2 separate regions of the Rattus norvegicus genome follow, and region 2 is linked to region 1. Evidence: chromatin contacts called from public Hi-C data. All regions are on one chromosome and are shown on one strand. The core of a region is the stretch at or near the end of the contact, and the rest is flanking DNA. Distances in the headings are between cores, read along the strand shown.

Region 1 (3,823 bases), core at 966-3,465:
TCATGTCTTAAGCTTTACTGTGCACACAAGATTGAGTTATTTATCACCAGTGTTCTGTTGGCTTCTTGAATATTAATAGACATCTCCTTCTCTCACTTGGGAAATTGTCTTTTATGATTTTACTGAAGATATTCTCTATGTCTTCACTATTGTTCTTCTATGCCCATAATTCAAAGGTTAACTCTTTTCTTAATGTCCTCAAAGTCTGTTCCTTTAAAAAATATTTTTTCATTGACGATTACTGGGTGGTTGAATTCCTTGTCTTCCATTTTCAATATGATTCTTGGGGGGGTGCTTTTCACTGTGGGTTAACTGATTTATTGGGTTTTTCATTTCCTGAATCATTTCAGTTTGAGATTTCTTTAAAAATCAAATTTCATTTTCATGTCTCGAACTGATCTCCTTACTTCACTCATCTCTTTGTCTTTGTCGTGTCTGGGTCATTTGACCAGGTCTGGATGTTCTTCCATATTGTCATTAGGGGTCACTCCTGTGGGGTGTGTACCATTCGGAGGTGACATACTATTGTGTTTTGGTTCTTCTTGTGTGTTCAGATTTGCACATCTAGAGTTTGTTGGTTTCTTTCTTGCTTGCTTGCTCAATTCGCCTTTCTTCTTTAACCAGGGGTGTTTATAATGCTCAGGGTAGCGCTACTTTATAGCTGGGTTGGGATCAGGTATTATATAACTGTCTGTCTGGTATCTGGGGACACAGCCTCTATCCAGCTTTTCTATGGCTCTGCTACAGTCTGCCGCTGCCTTTAGCAGTTTGCTCAAAGAGACTGGCACAAGTTCCCCTGGCAGTGTGAACTGGCCCTATGTCTGAAGGACAGATAGGACCATTGGAGGGTCCCAGTCAAGCACCTAGAAGAACTCTGAAATTCTGGGTCATATGTGATGACTGGAGAGTACCTGACTGGGATTGGACTGACAACTGGAAATGGGGTGGGATGAGAGGAGGTGCGTGTTCATGGAAAGTATCCTGAGGAGTAGGACAACCCAAATGGATGGGGAAGGGAAGGAGACTGCAGATAACCTATCTGGGTCAATGCCACACGTGGTGGCTGCAGAACCCTTAGCAGCAAGTAGGATTGGGTCTGTTTTTCTGGCTTTATAGGGGTCTCAGAGGTAAGAGTTCAAGAGTTCTTCTTGAATCTCAGAAGAGACTTCAAATTGGACTTTTAAACAATATCGGAGGTCTAAGATTCTGAGGACTTTGGGAGTGGGATGGCTATGTCATAGTGGGAAGAACTATGGCCTTCTTATTGCCATCGCCTTGGGTGTCAGAGTGACAAGGGGTACACTTATGATGATTAGCCTTACAAATGTAGTAGTATTTAGAATAACCTAGAGGACATATCTTGGGGCATATTCATGAAAGGTTTCCAGAGAGATTTAACTGAGGAAGAAAGACTCACCCTGAATATGGGCACCACCATTCCATAGAATTGGGTCTTGAATTGAATTAAAGGAGAGAAATAAGTAAGCCAGCCAGGCATAAGCATCACCCTTTCTCAGCTTTCTCCTTGACACTACAGACCAAGCTGCTTCCTCTCTGGTGCCTTCCTCTGAGCCATAACTACAATAAAATTTTCCTTCCTTAAGTGGCTTTGTGTCAGGTATTTGGTCTCAGCATAAGAAGAGCAGCCAAGGTGTGAGCTGTACTCTTACCAGACCCTTGGGTTGTTGGTCTTTTGTTTTCACTACTGTGGTATTGCTTGCTTTTCTTCTAGTGTTTCTGTGAGATTGTCTTCAAGTCCACCTTGGCCACTGAGAACACCCCCATCTCTGTGGTGGTGATGGTGGTCTTCATTCCTCATATTTCCACTTGATTCTGCAGTTTCCACCTCTCTGCTGAAATAACTCATCTAATCTTGAATATTGCCACTTTTCCTTTAAAGGTTTAACATGTTAGTGACTTTTTACATGTTAAAAAAAAGTAGCATTTTTTTCTTCAAAAATCAGATAAAGTAAATAATTTTCATTCTGGAAAGTGGAATATTTTATATTTTACTTAATTAATATCTAAATTAATTAGTGTGTGTGTGTGTGTGTGTGTGTGTGTGTGTGTGTGTGTGTGTGTGTACATGCACTACAGTGCACTCATGAAGGTTAGAAGACAATCTTGCAGTAGTTAGAGCTCTCCTTATACCAAGTGGAGATCAAACTCCAGTCATCAGTCTTGGTAGCAAGCACCTTTACCCTGAGAGTCATCTCTCCTTTTGATAGATCATTAATAGAGGTGTTCTCTTCACTAGGCCAGGATTTGGGCTAAGTGAGAGGTTTAACACACTGGTGTCTTCACCCCACAATGTAACACAGTTTCTGCTCTGTAACACCTTTATTTAGGTGAGTGCTACTGCAGGGTTTTTGCTAGGTCTTTTATACCAGTGTCACATACAGAAGACACTATGTGTTTCTTCTCCCAGCTTATGGCTTTTCACTCTGTACTATAGAATGGGGCAAGATGGAGAAGATGTTATCACACCACTAAGAACCTGTCAAGTCTTTTTGCTCTTCCTCATGGGCTCCAGAGGAGTTGGTTTTATTGTTTAATTTCAGATATCTAAGAAAATGTAGAGTATGGTGGTCTATTCGCTTTGGCAAGCTGGATTTCTCACCTGCCTGCTGCCTTATTAGAGAGCCAGTTTTCCTCTAGAGCACTGAAGTTCCCAAGTACAGTGTCTTGTGACCTGAACACACAGACTATTGGCACTTCCCATTGCTTTTCTCTCATCTGATTGCTTCATGGTAGGTTAAGCAACAATGGGGAAAAATGAATAAATAAGTGGGTAGCTGGGTGACAGAAGGATGAGGAATATCTGTGTATAGACAGTCACCATCTTCCATGCTCTTGGTTCAATTTTTCAAAGACCCTTTTTTTGCCATTGGTATTGGTTAGAGTTATCTAAAAGAACAGAACTGATAGTATGGAGGGATAGATGATAGATAGATAGATAGATAGATAGATAGATAGATAGATAGATAGATAGAAGTAGGTAGACATACATACATACTACATAGTGTGATGGTTTGAATAGGTATGATCCCCATAGATTCATGTGTCTGAGTGCTTGGTCCATGGGAGTGTCACTATTAGAAGGTGTGGCCTTGTTGGAGTAGGTATGGCCTTGTTGAAGGAAGTGTGTCACTGTGAGGCAGTCTTTGAGGTCTTCTATGCTCAACTCTGCCCAGTATGGACTACAGTCCCCTTTCAGCTGCTTTCAGATTAAGATGGAGAAATCTGGGCTCCTCCATCATCCTGTCTATCTGCAGGCTGTCATGCTTCCCTCCATGATGATGGACTAAACTACTGTAAACTGTAAGACAACTCCAAATTAAATGTTTTCTTTTATAAGAGTTGCCTTGGTCATGGTGTATCTTCACAACAAGGAAACCTAAACTAAAACAGACAGACAGACATGATACAGACAATGTGGTCATAGATAAGAGATGCAATAGCGAGGTAGATGGAAGAGAAAGTGATGTGATAATGAAGCAGGGGTCACAGGAGATTTGAACGTCACCTTGAAGTCAGAGAAGAGGCCACCAGCCAAGGAACAAAAGTGACTCCTAGATGTTGGGAAAGGTGAGAAGTCACCTTCTATAGAAGTCCTGCTAGCTCCTCATTTTGGGACTTCTGATCTCTGTAGCTAGGCAACATAACACAGCCGAGTTGTTTCAAGCCTACAATCTCAGAAAGGTTTGTCCCAACAGTGGTAGGAGTCAGGACACCGCCCTTCCAATCTCAGTGGCTGTTCAATCTCTCTAAACTCCTGCTCAGCGCATTTGGATCTCTCACTCGATATGTAAGTCCATCTGTC
Region 2 (3,680 bases), core at 874-3,373, 460 kb after region 1:
TATTTTTAAATCATAGTAATAATATCCCATTATGTTAAATAAAATGTTAAGAGACATTTTAGAAACATAACGGAGATAACCTCAAAAACATACTAAAAAGAATACTAAAGATTTCACCGTAAGTGCATTTAACATCGGTGCATGATAAGCCAGAGAAAATATTGAATGTATCATCGTAAGATGAATAGACGGGTGCCTTAATAATAATAATAACTTGTGTTGAGCTCGGCTCTCTGAATAGGCAAAGTGGCTGGGTGAGTCACCATTCATCGCTAGACCTTCAATGAAGGAAGCTGATGAGAGACAGATGGGTGAGCAGTATGGAGTGTGGTGTAGCAGTATATGAGAATCAAATCATTTCTGGGGGCCTTAGGAGGTTCAGGGGACTCAGGAAATGGACAGAATGCCACACGACTGGGAAAGTGCTCACAAGCTTCTCAAAATCCTGTCTGCAGTACTTTAAGATGGGGTAAACGGCTGCTGGCAGAGAGGAGACTCTGTACAGAGCCGCCTGACCCCAGGCTGTGCAGAGTCGGGTTCCAGCTCCCAGGAGTGTCGCCTGGGTGGGAGGTGGGCTTTCAGGGGGTACGGCTGCTTTTGTGAGTCATCTTTGTTCTATCACCCACACTTCTGTTAGTAACCCCAATAAAAATTCATCGGTTTACCAAGATAAGCAAGCAAACAATAAATATAACAAATGGGACCTCATGAAACTGAGAAGCTTCCGCACGGCAAAGGACACTGCCGTCCAAAGCGGCAGCCTAGAGAGAGGGAAAAGGAGCCTTACCAACTTCACATCCAGTAGCGGACTAAGAACCAAAATATAGGAAGAACTCAAAAACAAGGGTTCATGAAAACATGACACGATTAAAAACTGAGACACAGATCTGCACACTGGACGACTGACGAGGAAACTCAAATGGTGGAGAGTGCGTGATAAGCTAGCCAGGTGTGTGGCAGAATCCTGAGACCCAGCACTTGGTAGTGAAGGTAGAGGAGTTCGAGGCCAGCATGGGTGACCTAAAGCCCTACTCCAAATCTGCCCCTGTCAATCAAGCAAAAGCCAGCTGCCAGCAGGCAGGGACAGACAGCTGGTTTTGTCATGCTGCCTGAACCCTCCTAAAGTTCTTTCTGCAGACACTGGATCCAGGTGGCTTCCGACTCTTCCTCATCTGCCTGTGAGGGCCTCCTTCTTAGGACCTTTCTGCACAGAGGGGAGATGAAAATCTGAGACAGCTGCATTTTATTTTTTAATGTAAGCGATCAGAAAAACCGGTATCACTTAAAAAAAGTGTGTGTGTGTGTAATATATATATACATACATACAAACATTTGCTGTTGAAAACTATTTCTGACACTTCAACTGAAATACTCCAGATCCTTCCTCACTTGAAATAATTTGTTTCACCCCCACTGCCGCCGAGATCAGTTTTGGGAGTCAGAGTGGCTATTTCTTTCATACCTGCCAATAGAATTATTGCAATGCCCACCTCCAAACATCACACAAATTTAAACAAAGCCCACTGAGTGTTGTTAATGTCTTAAACACGTTTTTATTTATTGTGTGTAGATGAGTATGTGTATACTGTGGCACACAAGGTGAAGTTCAGAGGTCAATTTCGGAGTCTGTTCCCTCCTGTGTGGGTCTTAGGCTTCACTAGGCCTGGGAACCAGTGCCTGTGCCTCCCCAACACATCAACCCGTGTGTTTATCATCTGCTTGTTCCACAGTGCAGAGTGGCCAGAGCACTCATAATGAGCTTCTTTTCCTTTTTTTGAGACAGTCTCACTTTGTAGCCTGGTCTGACCTTAAACTCAAGGTAATCCTCCTGCCTCAGCCTCTCAAATGCTGGGATTACAGGTGTGAGCCCCCACTCCCAGCTACATAATGTGCTTTGACTAGCAGAAACATTTTCACTCTCTAAATGAAGGCCTCCCCCTTCTCCATCCTCTAGTAACTGTACTGTAGTTTCTACATTCCTGTCCTCCCCCACAGCTTCCTAGTGACCATGGGAGCCACGGTCACATATTACCTCCCTGGCTTTTAAACTTCTAGACCTGGCACTCGGGAGCCAGTCGCCTCATGAAGTAACCTGATAGGCAGCTCCTTGGCACATGCGCGGCAGAGCACAGGTCTCGCTGTGAGCGCTGGGACTGGGCTCAGCGAGGTGAGCAGTAGGAAGCGCGGTCAGTACAGAGCGGACTTCACTTTCAAGAATGGGATATTTCACTTTTTTTTTTTTTTTATGAGGTAAACCATCTCACAGTCAGCTGAGAGCAGAGTGAGGCTCCAGACCAACCTTTGACCAAGTCAGAATACCTCAGGAGGGCATTTTTGACCAAGTCAGAGTACCTCAGGAGGGCATTTTTGACCAAGTCAGAGTACCTCAGGAGGGCATTTTTTCCCCTAACATCTTGGCACAGGTTTTTAATCACACATAATCCAAAAGCTCGAAGCTGGATACGGATTGTGATATCTCACCTGAAGTACTCTGGATCCTTCCTCCCTTTAAATAAGGAATTTGGTTTTGGTTGTTCTTACTTTTCCCCCTAAGGAAATTAAACTTCCTATGGGCTCTGCCCTTCTTGGATAACCATGAGAGAACCCCAGTTCAAGGGTTGCACTGCCAGTACATTTAGTAGAGAAGCTCAAGTGTCAACTAAAGTCCACCATGTTCATTTTCCCTCTGGCTTTTTTTTTAAAAGCTTAACAACATGGAGGCAGTCAGCTCCTACAGCTCCCATGCAGACTTCTACATTTTCAACAGTCCACCCGCCCATCTCAGGTGTCGGGCAAGCCAAAGTGGACACAGTGCAAATAGCTTTATCCTCTTGACAGTCTTGTCCCAGTGGATGGCCAGATGTCCCCTGTGTGACATTTTTATCCGACTGAAGGTCTTATCCCAGTGGATGGCCAGATGTCCTCAGTGTGACATTTTTATCCACTTGAAGATCTTGTCCCAGTAGATGGCCAGATGTCCCCAGTGTGACATCTTTCAGCCAAGACCTTTGCTCTTAGCACCAACTGCAACCACATGGCATACTTCTACGTCTGCCCCCAGCTTTTGTAGTTCATCCAGCCAGATCATCTGCTTACATGACAGGCGATCACTGGGGCCTTTAACTTCCACCAGCTGCAAGAGAAGTTTCCAGACTCATCAACATCTTACTGTTACAGAAAGGGACCCAATGAGCTATAGTCACTTAAACTGTTGCCTATAGAGATGGGTCAGTCTACAGCACTGTGCACATTTACAACAAATAGATATGGAACTAAGACATTCCCGGGCAAATTATTCTGTGGTAACCAGACAGTTCTTGAGGAAACCGAGTACTAGCAACTGAAGCAGTTTTAAGGTGCACACTGGGTTGCTGCTCCCTACTTTAACCTCCCAATTTGTTATGTTTGCATCTGAACATAAACTTCGTATTGCAATGCAAAGAAGGACCTGGTCCCTGCCAGACTGTCCCAAGGCTTCATTCCCTCCAGTCTTATTCCCACCCATGACCACATATGCATTTGCTGAAGACCCGTCTCTCTGTCTCTCACATGCATTGTTTCTTATGACTCAGGGTTCCGCTAATCTCATTCAGAGGTGCACTTTCTCATTTACTGTACAGCCAAACTGTTTCTTTTCTGGATGTTTTAAAAAGACTGCAGGTGGGGAGTTACCAGAGGAC

The links. Hi-C and Micro-C count contacts between places; a contact is called where the count stands out from the background.
Region 2: a Hi-C map of kidney shows a contact between it and region 1, with 5 times the contacts expected there. The contact joins two enhancer-like sites. A contact is called at or near these places in 2 of 12 Hi-C or Micro-C datasets (the A7r5 cell line and kidney).

What each region holds. Positions count from the first base shown.
Region 1 is chr1:126,871,901-126,875,723 of GRCr8, forward strand. No RefSeq gene overlaps it. Among named protein-coding and RNA genes, the nearest start is that of Klf13, 75 kb to the right of the region's middle. Within about 2 kb of position 2,216, at least 3 of the 93 cell types and tissues checked have an H3K27ac peak or open chromatin away from gene starts, as enhancers often do. A contact at or near this core is called in kidney, where this site is marked.
Region 2 is chr1:127,327,353-127,331,032 of GRCr8, forward strand. It overlaps Fan1 (FANCD2 and FANCI associated nuclease 1), which reads right to left. Exons shown (of 13, transcript NM_001191633.1): 13 at 2,664-3,133. The coding sequence ends at 2,996. Among named protein-coding and RNA genes, the nearest start is that of Fan1, 27 kb to the right of the region's middle. Within about 2 kb of position 2,124, at least 1 of the 93 cell types and tissues checked has an H3K27ac peak or open chromatin away from gene starts, as enhancers often do. A contact at or near this core is called in kidney, where this site is marked.